Linked DNA regions of Zea mays: region 1 is linked to region 2. The links are chromatin contacts, called in public Hi-C maps. All regions are on one chromosome and are shown on one strand. Each heading gives the region's core, a stretch centred on a gene start, on an enhancer-like site or on the middle of the called end of the contact. The rest is flanking DNA. Distances are from core to core; before and after follow the strand shown.

Region 1 (7,541 bases), core at 2,453-4,952, 210 kb before region 2:
GCCAGCGCGTCCTTGTCCACCACCTTCATGGCGTACAGGCACCCCGTGGTGGACCAGGGCTCGCGCAGCTGGCAGAGGTAGACGTTCCCGAGGTCGCCGCTGCCCAGGCGCCGCACCAGGCGGAAGTGCTCCAGGCCGACGCGGCCCGCGGCGGCGCGGACGCGCCCGATGGCCTCCCACTCGGCCTGGTTCGCCTTGTGAGGCTTGTGGCGGTGGCGGCACGCCGGCGCGTCCCAGCCTCGCCCCGCCACGGAGCGCGCCGAGACCGAGCTGGCGCTGCCAATGTCGCTGATCCAGCTCCGGCGGGAGCCGCCCGGCGCCGTCAGCGAGGACCGGCTGCTGTCGTAGTCGGACTCCTCTCTGATGGTAGCCATTGATGAGGCTCCAAGACAGACAGACAGACAGACGCGCAGCGGGAGCGCGAGACCGACCCAAAGGGAAGCTAGTAGGCTTTCGTCTCTGCCTCCCAGGCAGCTAACTCCTCTGTGTTGCTATATAAGCAGGGGAGGGGGTGGACGGGACGACTGTGGCTGCCATGAGATGAGCTAATGTGTGGTCGTGTGGATAGCAGGTTTAAAAATGTTTAAAGCCGCGTAAGCCAGCTTTACACTGCAGGAGAGTATCTATTGCTATGTATATAACTATTCCCAAGGATCTAACAGGGTTTGATTCACCTTTTTCTCCACTTGCATGGATGATTACAGGCCAGAATCATTGCATCATTGGACCCCCCACAAGGGCTAGTTGGAAACTGCCTGGCTAAGTGTGTCCTCAAGGCTCAAGCTGCTAGCTGCTAGCTGCACTGCACGAGAGTAAACCCAAGCAGCAAGTATAGATGGGACGTACAAAGCGTATTGAAAGGGAAAGGGGAAAAAAAAAGAGCATGGCTGAAGAACTGGAATCGAGCGATGAAGTTTGCAAGAGTTTCCAGTGCAAGAGCATGGTGGTGACATTGCTTTTATGCCTGCATGGGGGGGTCACATGAAGAAGAACCAGCGGCAAGCCGGCTGCTAGCATTGTGATTAATAAAGAAGAGAAGAAGATAACTGCTAAAGCTTTTTTGCAGCTGAAAGGCTACACATGCACCACCCGTGCAGCAGCAATTACACAGCCACCTCCACTCCCACCTCACCTCACCTCACAGCTGCCCCGAAACCATATAAAAAGATGCCTACCCTTTCCTTCCTCTGCTGTCCTCCCACCTCCCCCTTCCTCTTTTCTTCCTCTTTTGGTACGTGTCTTTTAAGGGTTCTTCATGTGATTCCATTCAGTGGCCACGTCAACCACCCAGCCTTTCCACCCATTTCTCCCATGCCATGTCGCCTAGGCTGGTCACTTCTGCCGTCTTCTGCCTGCGTGTGTGAGTGAGGCAGCAAGGCTACAATAGCGTTAGGACATGTCTGGTTCGTGCCAACACCTGTCCACGTTGAACCATGCATGGCTGGCTTTGGTTCTTGTAGAGCAGGTATTAAAACTATATATGGTGGACACTGCATCCCCCAAATTTTTTTTACAAGGCACTGTAATTCACCACACTTACAGCTGTAATACAAATAGATAATTAGATAGAAACAAAGAATACACAGCCAGCATTGTACTTGTACTACAAAAAAGGGGCTCCAATGCCATGTCCAACACTATCAGCGAGAAATAGCGTTTCAGTCTCACCAGGCATATCATGGAGCAAACATTGCCGCCCAACCGCCTCAGATTTTCTGCCTTTTACTAGAACCTTTTTTTTTTGCGTCTGCCAGTACCAGCACAGCAGCCATACGTCATATACACCTGGTATCAGGCCAATGTATTGTACAATCCTGCATTCTCTCTCTCTCTCTCTCACACACACACACACACACATAGCCAACAAACACGCAGAGACAGTGCAGCACGGAGAAGTTACTGGGGCATCTCCAACTGGGATTGTGGGAACACTGAGAACACCGTATCTTGGTGGCAGATCTGCCTGCCAACACAATGTCTGGTCGGGTTGGATCCTTTTTGCAGCTTGCTAGTAGTGCTATCTGACAATAGTTACAACTGTCTTTCGCCAACAGAAAGAAAATAAATACTACTTGCAATTAACAACAACTGAGTCATCATGTAATGAGCATTGGACATTGATGCACCATTAGGATTGAACAAGCTCGCGAGTCATCAAAGTAACCGGTACGAAAAGAACCATCGTGTTCCCAACTAACAATGTGGTAACAGGGAAATGGTCAAACGAGGGAAAGAAACTAAGATTGAAATGATGAAGAAAATTATATGTTAAGGTAGTTGTGTAACTATGAAAGCATTAAGGCAGTTGTGTAACTATGAAAAGCATATGTGTCATCTTATTCAACATGTTTTTATGTATGGAATAACATAATGCAAGCAATGCAATTACACACATAACTGGAGATAAATTTGTCAGGTACTATTCCCATTCCAAATTATAAGGTGTTTTGTCTTTTCTAGATATATAACTTTTACTATACATGTATATATACATTATGTTTAGATACATAGTTAAGATAATGTCTTGAGAGAAGCCAAAATCTCTTATAGGTTGGAATGAGGGGAGTACTATTGAACTAAAGGATAGATTCAGAGGAGTAACCACATATTCACATTCTACAGTGTTGTCAGTGGATCACTCTCTAGAGACACACAGCCACCTTTTTCACTTTAGAGGACGACACCATCGGCAAACACAAGAGAAAAAAGGGCCTCTCCCACACTGCAAAAGCACAGCCATCGGAATCATTGCCAAACAAGCCCGATTCATAAAAGGTTATCCTGGCCAGGGCGAAAAAGTTTTGTTTCCCGCAATCATACCAGCGCTGTGGGTTACCAGGTCCACGAGCGAAAGGTAAACAAGACAATAATACAAAGGAGGAAGGGGAATATCCATGGGACGGGAGGGGTTGTCTGATCAGCAGGAGCTTAAGCCTCACAGAGCAGAGCGTGGTATTGATGAATAGTGGCTTGTGGACTGCCACCCAGCTTTATTATTATTATTATTATTAATCCATGGGTCAATGCACGGCTGGACCTGGCTGGTTCCATAATAAGGCGAATTGTTTACTTAGAAAAAGGATTAACAGTGACAAAAGGTTAAATAAACAAATGTGGGCAGCTTGGAGATCCCGGGTCAACAGTGTGTAGATTTTTTTTTGGTGAGGCAAGAGTGCGTCGTCTGCAGAGAAATAGATAACGGTTAGCATCATTCTGTCATTGACCAAAACTGCAAAACCCATAAACAACTTATCAGCACGTTTCCTGGCCATCTCTGAGTCAGTGGTCCACGCACGCTTGACACTACACAGTAGAAAGAAGTAGAAAGTATGCGTTAGATAACCACAAGGTACGGACCAATCGCTTGGTATTCAACTAAAATAAGTACATGTGAACCTACCACATGGAAAATACCATTAGTGTGTATACACAACGAAAAACAGTATTATAGTTGTAGAAGTTGTGCATAACTGGAAGGTTTGGAGAGCTAAGAGTTACTAAGAAGATGTGAAGGAAAAGATTTTTTTTGCAATTCCTGACAGAGAAGAGATTTATTTTTCTCTCTCTCCCTGCAGTCATGGTTGGGTACTGGTCCTAGATTTTACTACAGTATAAAATTTATAAACATTCTGCGAATAACCAGCGGCGCGGGAAGTGCAAATACATTAGCAAATCGACGACCACTATGACATGCATGCTGTGAATTATTTCTCACCACCGGATTGGGCTTGGGCCGTCCGCATATATTATCTTCCAAAAGTGAACGGAACTGGCCGTCTCCGGATTCAACAAATTCGGCTTCTACACAAGGAAGAGACGAAAGGCTACACTGGGCCGCACCCATGGTAAGCCCGCTACAAAGGAGACTCCGCTGCTCGTTCTCGGCGACTCCCCTTCACCTCCGCCGCTGGCAGCCGTCTCCCGACCGCGGCGGCGCCTCCTCCCACTCCTCCTCGTCGATCTCGACTCGGTTAGTCTCGTCTTATTATTCCCACACTGCACTGCACTCGTTTCTCCTCCTCGCACCCGATCCCGGCGCGGGCTCCTCGACTTGTGTCGTCAAGTCGTCGAGTGCGGTGGGGGTGGGGTTCCTTGTCGGCGGACGTGGATCAAACTATCCGACGGCAACGCTTTCGATTGACGAGGTATTCTCTAGGGTTTGGTAGGGCCTGCTGCCTGCACAGGCTGTTCCGAACTCCAGCGGTGCGTGGAAACGGTGTTTTGTATGTTCGTAGAATGGAGTTTAAAACCAGGAGTGAGATAGTTAGTCTGAAGATAGCCTTACCTTCTATGTAGCCCTTCTTTTGCATTTTAATCTTTTTTTTTCTAAAAATTTTAAGTTTTATCCTCAAACGATGTAATCTAATTTTTAAACACCTCAGCGTCGTAACTTACGGTGTCGAGCTCGGTGCCACAAATCCTTGCGTCGAGCTTGGAAGTAAAAGAAGTGGTCGCTAGCGCGTCTCTCGATACACCGTTGCCTCTCACGCGTCTTCTCTCGCTGTCTCCCCCCTATCGTGGTCGTTGTTGCGTCGTCCCCGAGTTAGTAATTTAGTTGATAACATTATTTAGTTAGAAAACTTGCTAGTTAGTTAGCAAACTTGTTTTTTAGTTTGTAATTTAGTTAGTAATTTATTGTAACACCTAAATTGTAAAAGATCATATAAAAGGAGAGTAGTGCCTCCCTTTATTCATTTATGTGAATTTCACCTATTTGTCATCCTGTGAACACCATATTTAAACACAAAATAATTAACAAAAATATATGCCACTAAAATATGCATCATGCTGGGATTTTCTTTTGTGTGCACGTTGTGACAAAATAAAATAATGAATGTAGCTAGAAAAATAATAAAGTCCCAAAGGGGAAATTTAGAAGATAAAGAAATTATAGAAGTTAGAAAAGAGGAGATGTATAAAGACTTAAGATAAAAACAATGTATATATAAATATATCTCCAAATTGATACTGTTCATAGCATAATATAAAATTGGGGATAAATTTTCACAGGAATGGAAATTTAAATTTGAAGGGAGTTTGAAGTTGAAAAAGGAAAAAAAAAGGAAAAAGAAATATAAAAGAAAAAGAAAAAGAAAAAGAAAAGAACCCCTCGTGTTGGGCCCAATGTGAGCAGACTGGCCCATTTACATCAACCGTGCCCACTGTTGGAGTCGCGCGCTGACACGCGGGACCCTCGCGACAGCCTCTCCGCGCGCGTCAGCCTGGGTGCCGTGCTCTCCCTTTTTCCCCGCGTGGCTTACCTGTGGGTCCCACCTGTCATCTTGTCGCCCAGCTGTGTCGTGGCCGAACGGACCGCTTCTTTCGCCATGGCCACTGACCCGCCGTTGCAACCTCCGCGGAGATCTCGGGCTCCTGGGGTTTTCCGCGACTCCACCTTCTGGATCGTCCGCCACGGATAAATACTCTCCCGGCAGCTCGGGCGCAGCACGTCCCTCCATTCCACTGTCAGCTCCGTGAACCGAGGGAAGAGAGAAGGCGGAGCACCGCCGCGGGTGAACTAGGGACCACCGTCGCTCCGGTGGAACTTGTAGGGGAGATAGCTTCGCACTCTCTGGTGGATCGTATCTGCTGTTCTCGTTGAGCTCCTGTGGCCGTAAATCGGTGGCGATTGCTCGACGACTTTCCCCCTTCGTCGTGGCTTGCATCTCTGCGTGAACTGCGCTACCATCGTCACTAACCCAGGTAAGTGATGCCCAGAGCTATTCGTCGTGGTCTCTACTTCGTTTAGCACTAGGTTGATTCAGGATTGGGCGTCGGACGGTACGAGCAGAGCCCACGCCGGCGAACCTCCGCCTTGGGCACTCGGGTGCCGCCGTGGCCGGCCCGTCAGGGGAGAAGAAGATGATGCGTGGGGCCGTTGGATATCCATCATGCGGTTAGGATTAGATGCAGGCGTGTGAGGTTTTGAGCCATGGATTTACGGATCAGGGGCCAGGATCACCCCTGCATACCCCTTTTCGCTTGTGAGATCGTGACCATTGATCGCGTACTCGACGGCTTAGATTAGATCTAGGGGAAAGTTGGCCCTCAACCGTCGATCGTGCAGGGAATGGCCTAGATCAAATTTGGCGTATCCCTTCATGTCATTAAATCCGAACCGTGATTCCCATATCTGACGGCCTCGATGCGGTGCCGGTTCGAAGTTAATCTGGACCTAATCCACACCGTTCATTTGCAATCGTGCGACCCAGATACCGTCGTACCCCTTCGTCCACATCATTTGCATAAGAGACCCCGGGTTCTTTCGGATTCAACCCGCAATCCACCTGGTGGGTCATATGTGTCTTAGAAATCTTACACCGAGAATCCTGTATTTTCCAGGAATTGAGGCCCAGTCCAGAGGAGATTAAAAACAGAGAAATAATTATAGAAATCCATTTTTAATACAAAAACAATTCTAGAAACTTGTAAAATGCATAGAAAATTCATTTTAGCTCCAAATCGAACCATTCCAATTTCTAAAATTTTGTAATTTTATTCTCTACCATTTAGTGACTCTGTTTTGACATGAAAACAGTTAGAAAATTTATTTATCATTTAATCCTATTTCAAGCACATTAAATCTTAGGAAATTCATAACTTGAAATCTATAACCCCAAATTTAATGATTCCAGTTCTAATGATCTTATTTTAATGTGTAGATTTTCACTGTATATTTTATTTGCATGTTTGATGTGATGTTAATTTATGCTATACTATGTATGTATTTTGTTGATGCGAGTAGACGAGCAAGCCACTGTGGAATCTGAGGTTCAACAAGTAGAGATAGCTGAGCAGGAGCTCATTGAAGGCAAGTTGTGCCCTTGATCACTTACTTTTCCCAGCCATGTTCTTATTAATTTTAATGATCTGCATAGGTTAATTTTGATGGGATCCTTTAGGTTACCCCAGTTTTGGTTATCTTTATACCTTGTTCACCACTGAAATATTTTTGGGTAGTACTTGCTATTGCTTTATGTGGATTGGGTATGGAGATACACTATTCATGATTATTCTGTTATTATCTTGTTATTAATACTGTTCATGTTAAGATCATTAAATTAATGGGAACATGGAGCGACCACCCGGGAAAACAGTGCTACCACAAGGGTTTAATGAGACGCCCTTGGCTGATTAACTAGGAAAGCTAGTGGAGGTCTACCTTACCCGAAAGGGGCAAGGGCAGTAGGGGAGTGGTCAGTGTAGGGAGGTCCTTGGTTGATTTTGCTGCGATGGCAGTCAGGCAAGAACCCTGCATTGGAGCTTCCTATAAACTGTAGCGGGTTTTCTGAAGCTAGTGGAACTTTGTAAAGGCCTCGTAGTGTTACCCTGCCTCGCCTCCTCGGTAGAGGTGTATGGGATTGGCCGTCTCTTGGCAGATGGGTAACATGACTTGTGGGTAAAGATGCGCAACCTCTGCAGAGTGTAAAACTAGTATACTAGCCGTGCTCACGGTCATGAGCGGCTCGGACCCTCACATGATTAATTATGGAACTTAAATTTAATTTGACATTTGCATCGCATTTGGGATTATTTTACTA
Region 2 (6,824 bases), core at 3,591-6,090:
GCCACCGGGTTGGACTGTCGAGTGGGACCCTACCTCGGCTGAGGAGGAGCATGAGGAGTGATGGGACAGGCTTCCCCATCTCTCTGTTTAATTACCGTTAGTTTTATTCCGCTGCACTTCGAACACTGATGGCTACTTTTGCAAAACTCCAATGGTGATGTAATAATTTTAATACTCTTACCTGCATGGTTTTATGCTTTATTGTATTTGCTCTGTGACTCACCTTCGAGTGAGATTGTGGTACTTGATCCTGTCAGTGGCCGTGTCGGACTACATCCGAGGGATTGACGGTTTATTCCCCTTTAAGTGTGGTCCAGCCTCTAAGGCGGGGCTTAGGCACTTAAGTTGGAATAATTCGGGCAGTTCCACCACAGTCGCGACATCCATCGCAACAAAAATGTCTAAGTCCTCATTGGACGACTCGTCCATTTTCGCGAAAGAACCTAAGTCATCATCATCCACTGACGACTGAGAATCAAAACAATCGCTTAAACTATCGTAATCTGAGGGGCTCTGACAAGCCAAAGGGGTAACACACAACATGTTATCCAATGGGTCCTCTTCCTTGGTCAAGGCGACTCTAGAATCGCTTTGCGCAGGCCCCCGCAGAGGAACCTGTGCAAAACCATTGTTTGCAAAAATATCAGTCATCCTTCGCAACACTACCAAACTAAACAAAGCCTATCAACAAGTCTACACCTTGCCCTCATTCAAAGCAGTATCAGACAGGGCCCATTGCTTGCACTCCAGACGTAGGAGTAGTCGGCCCCACGACCAACAAGTCGCTAATGCCAACCGGTAACCACCTCCAGCCTGAGTTGCTGACCTGTTGACCTACTTACTGTTGTGCTGGACTGGACGCCTGGATTGCTAGATGTTGCTTGTTGCAATGCTGGTTGCTCACTAGAATTTTGGAACTTACTATAACCTGCATGATACTTGTAGTTATGGTACTCACTGGTTCATGAATTAAGTTGCTTGATGCTGCTCCAGATCGACTGCAACATGTTTCAGATAATCATATTCTACTTATGTTATGAACTTTTGGATTATACTTTTGGCTACATACGTATTTTTAGTATACTTATGAAGTAATGATAGTAATATTATGTATTTTCTACTTAATTATTGTCTAAATTCGTGTTTGTAGACTATACAGGGATCTGGGCGTAGTAGGCTCACGAGCCGACTCGAGCTAGCTTGCAAGCCTCCACCGAGCCAGTTTATCGAGCTCATCTAGTACCCGAGTCAAGCCAAACTCGACTTGTTAAATCACCGAGCCGAGTCGAGTCGAGCCAGGCTCGACTTGGCTCGTTTCCACCCCTAATCGCGCGAGTGTGTATCCCATGTGTCGGCCACCATGGTTAGTCACTCGGTGTCTCCAGTCCCTTAGTCAAGTCCCAGCGCTCGTCATTCACCGCTCCCGGTCCATCGGCATGAACCCGCATGACCTTCACCTTTGTCGTCGACCACCGTCCCTATGCTCCACACTTGCACACCACAAGCCGACAGACATGGTTGCACAACATATAACTCACACCTTGATTAGTCCATGACTCAACTCGAGACGCTACCCGTTGACAATCACTCATCATCAACCCAAACCATTACGGACTAGTCAACCTTGTGTTCGCATGGTCTTGGGCGGCAGACGCAATGGACTAGTCTGGTGGGTCATCAGACGAGTTTTGAAGACAGGTTGTTTCAAAACGAAGAGCTGGTGCACCAGCCCAGTTCGGTGGTGCACTAGACCTCTAACAATTCAACAGTCATCTCCAACTCCAACTACTATGCTCACATGGCGAGGGTCCGGTGGCACAATGGACTGGTCCGATGCCCCTAAAGGTCTGATGCGATGCAGAGCTGTGTAGTTTTGTCCACTTCACTCCAATGGCTATGTGTGGTGGTTAGGGATATAAATACACCCAACCAGCACATTGAACACAAAGAGCTACACCCAACATCTCTACACTTAGTGCAACTACTCTCAAGCATTCAATAGCCTCCAAACACCACGTCTAAGTGAACTTAGCTAGAAAAGAGTTAGCTCTTTGTGAGAGATTTGTTTTTTGAGTTGTTGCAAAGTTTTTGTGCTTTTGATTGTGTTTCATTCTCATTTGCAACCTCATTGTTTATCCATGTAAAGCTAGCAAGATACACAAAATTGTGTAGTGATCCTTGCGGGGACATTGTGTCTTTTGAGATTGAGAAGAAGCACTCAACCAGTCTAAGTGACCGATTGTGAGAGGGAAAGGGTTAAAAGTGACCCATCCTTACTGGACTCCTCAACGGGGATGTAGGTTCTTCAAAGCCAAAGCTCGGGAAACAAATAACTTGTGTTCTTTGTGTTGATTCTTAATTGTGATTTATTTCTTCCTCTCTCTCTCCCTAGTTCTCTTGCTTGTGTTTGATTCTATATCATTTGAGTTGCTCTCAAAGTTATTCCATAATCATTTGAGAAACTATAGCAAGAAGAACAACTCTCCCTCACTCTGATTGTTTCAATTCTTGTTCTAACACCTAACCAGAGTTTGAGTTTTTGTTTTAAGTTGTAAATTACAGGTTTTGCCTATTCATCCCCATTTAGGTGATTTTCATACCTTCAAGGGTATGATTTCATCCCCAATGAGCACATGTCTTAAGGCTTTCTACCTTACCACTTGCTTGCCCCCCCCCCCCGCCCCGAGTTGGATTCCTCAAGTAATTGAGGATAACAACTCTTTGGTCAGTCACATTGTTCTATAGAATCTCCAACTCAAGGTCCTGGTTAACAACTCGGTAATGCTCGACCCAGTCATTTGGGTCTGCCTCGGTAATGCTCGACCCAGTCATTTGGGTCTGCGCAGCCAGACAAAAGCTTTCCCTTGCCCCGTGCGCAATAGGGCACACCTTAATTGCTCGCATTGAATGCGGGCGGTGAGCTTGCTTCTGTCCGAAGGCTTCTGCCACGCGGCCATGAGCCATGTGTCGACACTGGACTCCTATCCGAGCGGAGAGTGGGGACCAAGGGCACATGCTGGCCTGAAGACTTGGGTCATGCCTGTCGGGGTCTGGATGTAAGACAGGAGGTCCGGGACCCACCTATGGGGGTTCGAACGACACACGTGGAGGTCAAGGACTCGCCATGAGGGTTCGTACGGTACACGTGGAGGTCTAGGAGCCATCATGGGGGTCCGGACGACATACGAGGAGGTCAAGGACCCACCCATGGGGCTTGGACGGCTTACGTGGAGGACCAGGACCCACACATGGGGGTCTGGGTGGCACGCATAAGGGTTCGGGCCCACTCGTGGGGGTCCAGACCCATGGGAGTAGTCGCTGAGCATCTTCTCTTGTGGGACACGTGGCACCAGAGCTGTACCTGAGCAGGGAGTGGGTTCCGAGGCCAGCGGTCCTGTTAGACGGGTCCGGTCCTATAGGTCCGGCTGCTCAGTTTCTTAGTACGCGGTTAGACCTAACCATGCAGGTATCCGCCTTGACACAGTTGAAGTGGATACCCTAGTTACGAGGTACCAACATGTTCCATGTTTGACTCGTGCTTTAAAGGAGCACTAGTCATATATTCGTGCGTTGCCACGGTTTTTATATATCACATGAGTAGAATTTTTTTAATTAAACAAAAAAATATGTGTAAACTATTGATTAGCTAGATGTGAATGTGAAGCCAACCACCAATGTAAACTTATTTTTTTTATAAAGCGGAAAGGGGAAGGGTAACACACGATGACTGTGGAACCACGAGTTAGACTAGAAAGAAGTATAAAGATTTTTTTTAAAGAGATAAAAATATTTGGACCACGAGTTAGATTAGAAAGGAGTATAATGATTTTTTTGCAAAAAGATATGATGGTGCAAACCAGGAAAATTGGTGTTTTATAGGAATATAAATGGAGAAGAGACATGAAAGAGAAGAGAGAGAGAGAGAGAGAAATGCCAAAAGTGCGAAGTTCACTTTGCTCTAGATGAGCCGATTGAGTATTTATTTAAGAATCAAGACCGGCGTTATGCGGTAAGCCCATGACGTTATGAGTTGGGTTGGAGATTTCGGGACACGGGCCTTAACACAGCCCGGCATACATAGTGATCAACTTATCTGGGCTGCTTTTCTGAGCTTTAATTTACATGGGCTTCTACGTAAGGAATTCCTATATTTAAGGAAGGTCACAAACAGCCTAAAAGGCCACTCGTACTTTTTAGTTTTAAAATTGCTATCACAGAGAGTAAAATAGAGAAAATCAATCATACCCTGATTTCTACTGCCAAAGAACTAAAATAGAGATAACGTCCGTTTATCATAAGTCTCTCCTAAATCAAGTTTTTTTAGAAAAATATAAAAACGTGTCTCCAACAGTTCTCCTAAAATGCTATCAATTTTTTCTAGACCTTAAAACAACTTATAGCTACAAATAAAAGATTTTTTAAGCTCCCTAGAATCTGTCGTTTTAATGGATCTATTAGAGAAATGATTAAAATTTATCAACTAATTTTTTAGATAACTCTTAAAACTAACTTTCAGAGTCATTTTATGGGAGCTCACGTAGATAACAGTATAAACGTTTGGCAGTTGCACCAAAACCAAGCGGCCTTCCAAAACGCTCTCGTCCTACCGGCCGACCCCGCGGCGGCAGCGATCCACAGGTGTCATGCACTGTGGCTGCACCCAGCCTCCAATCCTCCATTCAAGTTCCGCTCCCAAAGGCCCAAACCGAGGTTAAAAAAACAGGCGATGGCGACACCGCGAAACACGACGCCGCCGCGAATGATTGGGAGTGAGAGGGATCGCGTGAGCGGCGCGTACGGAGTGTACGCCACGCGACGCGGGGCGGGAGGCAGATGAATGATGATGACAAGGGCAAGCGGGCCGCGACAAGATCCACGATCCTAGGAGGCGCTGGTACATGATCGCCCCCCTTCCCTGCCTGGATTTTTGTTCGCTTCCCATTCCCGCCTGCGCCTTGTCTCTACCTGCTTGGATATTGCCAGATTCCTGCCCTCGTCATATGGCGGGCTCGCCCCCTCCCTAGGGCGGCTGTATCTTCCTCCTTGCTGTGCCCTGCAGCGGCGCCAGGTGCGGCCGCCGAGATAAAGGGGTGTGGGGTTACCGGTCTCTGCGAAAGTTAGGCTCAATTTTGCGCCGAACCGAGCCGATTGTGCCCCGATCGAAGGGTGCACAGTAGGATCTACGGGCATCACGCTTTCGGCCTTATGCCAAGGCAGGCATTGCTGTTCTCGGTTTTCCTGATCACGCGGAGAAATCGAATGCTACATAGTACATACCACTTACCAGTTACGTGGTGTTTGCGTCCATGCATTTTTTTGGTTTTTTAATCTGGTGGCCTCAGCTGAGGTCCTCATTTTTACGATTAGTTGTTTTTTTCAAGCAGCTGCTTAGTTTATTACTATTAGATTTTCGGGAGTAGTAAATAATATTGCACGTTTTTAAGTAGTAGTCTTAGAAGGGTATGGTTACACTAATCCATTTCCGAAACTACTGTATTGCCTCCAGGGTCCAGTTATTTATTCAGCATTGATAGTCTCCTCCGGGTTTCTCTTGTCTTGGACATAGTAATATGCTGCCTTTATCGGCAAAACTACAGGCTCCTAACTGTTTGCAAACAGATGCACTGACAAAAGGAGTCGAATCGCAAACATGCGGGGCCTGTGTTTGCTCCCTAATCTTGCTCAATAGGATTAACAAACTGAAACATTGTGTGTGGCATGCAATGGAAACAGAAAATCCATTTAGTTGATTTGGCTTAAGCATGAAACAGTTCACTCTGTTAGAATCCTCATTAGTTGAATGAATGGAGCTGATAATTATGTCTAAGATTCTTATATGTATGGAATCTACCATTTTTAATATCATGGCACACAATGCAGAATAGTTCTATGATGCTTGGCTGCTGTCCATGTGGTTACCATCTGTTATTCCTGAAATTATGCAAATGAATTCAGTTTATGTAATTCTTAAATTAATTACGCATGGTTGCAGAAGGCAGAGCATTCAAGTCATGCGTATTTGAATATTTGATTAACTTATTTGGCATACCATTGACTCACATGGTAATGGAAAAATCTCCTAAAATACAAGGCAATGAGTGACATGTAGAAGAGCTCAAGGCAAATAACTATGACACACGATATTGAACTAGTAGATTAGAGGACGGGAAGCCCTAAGTTCTTGGATCCTGCACGATTAAGAATAATTGTTGTTAGCATCTAGGAAAAATCATATCTCCGCATATTGTTCAAATGCCTTCTGAAGATTACATCAGTACAAGAAACCTGAAGGTGGGGGGGGGGGGGGGGGGGCGTTGATACGAGCCCCGTGTCCCAGAGATCTCGTACTCTAGGGATCATGCCCGGCGGCTCTAGCTAAGTCTGGTGCCCCCATGTCGAAAGACCAGATCCAAGAACCTCTTGGCCTTTAGGACTCTCTTGGCGTTCAGGGCTCTACTGGTCGGAAATCAAATTCACTGTTCTGCCAAGTGTAAGGACCCCTGTAGGCTACATCCACAACTTGGTAATCGAAGCCCTTAGGGCAAGACGACCCTAGCGGTATAACCCTGGTGCCATGTATACCCCTACCTAGGACAACCACCGGGTGCTGAGCTGTTAAGATAAGGCTTCCTCCATCATATTAAATGTGACATGAGACATTATGCTCAAAGAGGTGCACTGTTGCCGTAACGGAGGTAGCAGGTGTACCCATGACCACTGTACATTGTCCCTGTAGGCACAACAATGGATAGCAAGGGTACCTGGGATCATTGTACAGTGCGTGCCATTGTCCTTGTAGTCACGCCTGAATTTGCCAACATACC

Evidence for each region. Hi-C and Micro-C count contacts between places; a contact is called where the count stands out from the background.
Region 1: a Hi-C map of leaf shows a contact between it and region 2, with 7 times the contacts expected there. The contact joins the promoter of LOC118476630 here to the enhancer-like site in region 2. A contact is called at or near these places in 7 of 25 Hi-C or Micro-C datasets (ear and leaf).

What each region holds. Positions count from the first base shown.
Region 1 is chr3:11,439,878-11,447,418 of Zm-B73-REFERENCE-NAM-5.0, reverse strand. It overlaps LOC118476630, which reads left to right and starts at 3,702. Exons shown (of 2, transcript XM_035966147.1): 1 at 3,702-3,970; 2 at 6,746-7,541. LOC100273930 reads right to left here and starts at 462. Exons shown (of 2, transcript NM_001148322.1): 1 at 1-462. The coding sequence starts at 374.
Region 2 is chr3:11,230,942-11,237,765 of Zm-B73-REFERENCE-NAM-5.0, reverse strand. No RefSeq gene overlaps it. Among protein-coding and RNA genes, the nearest start is that of LOC100382270, 21 kb to the right of the region's middle. Within about 2 kb of position 4,840, at least 16 of the 20 cell types and tissues checked have an H3K27ac peak or open chromatin away from gene starts, as enhancers often do. A contact at or near this core is called in ear and leaf, where this site is marked.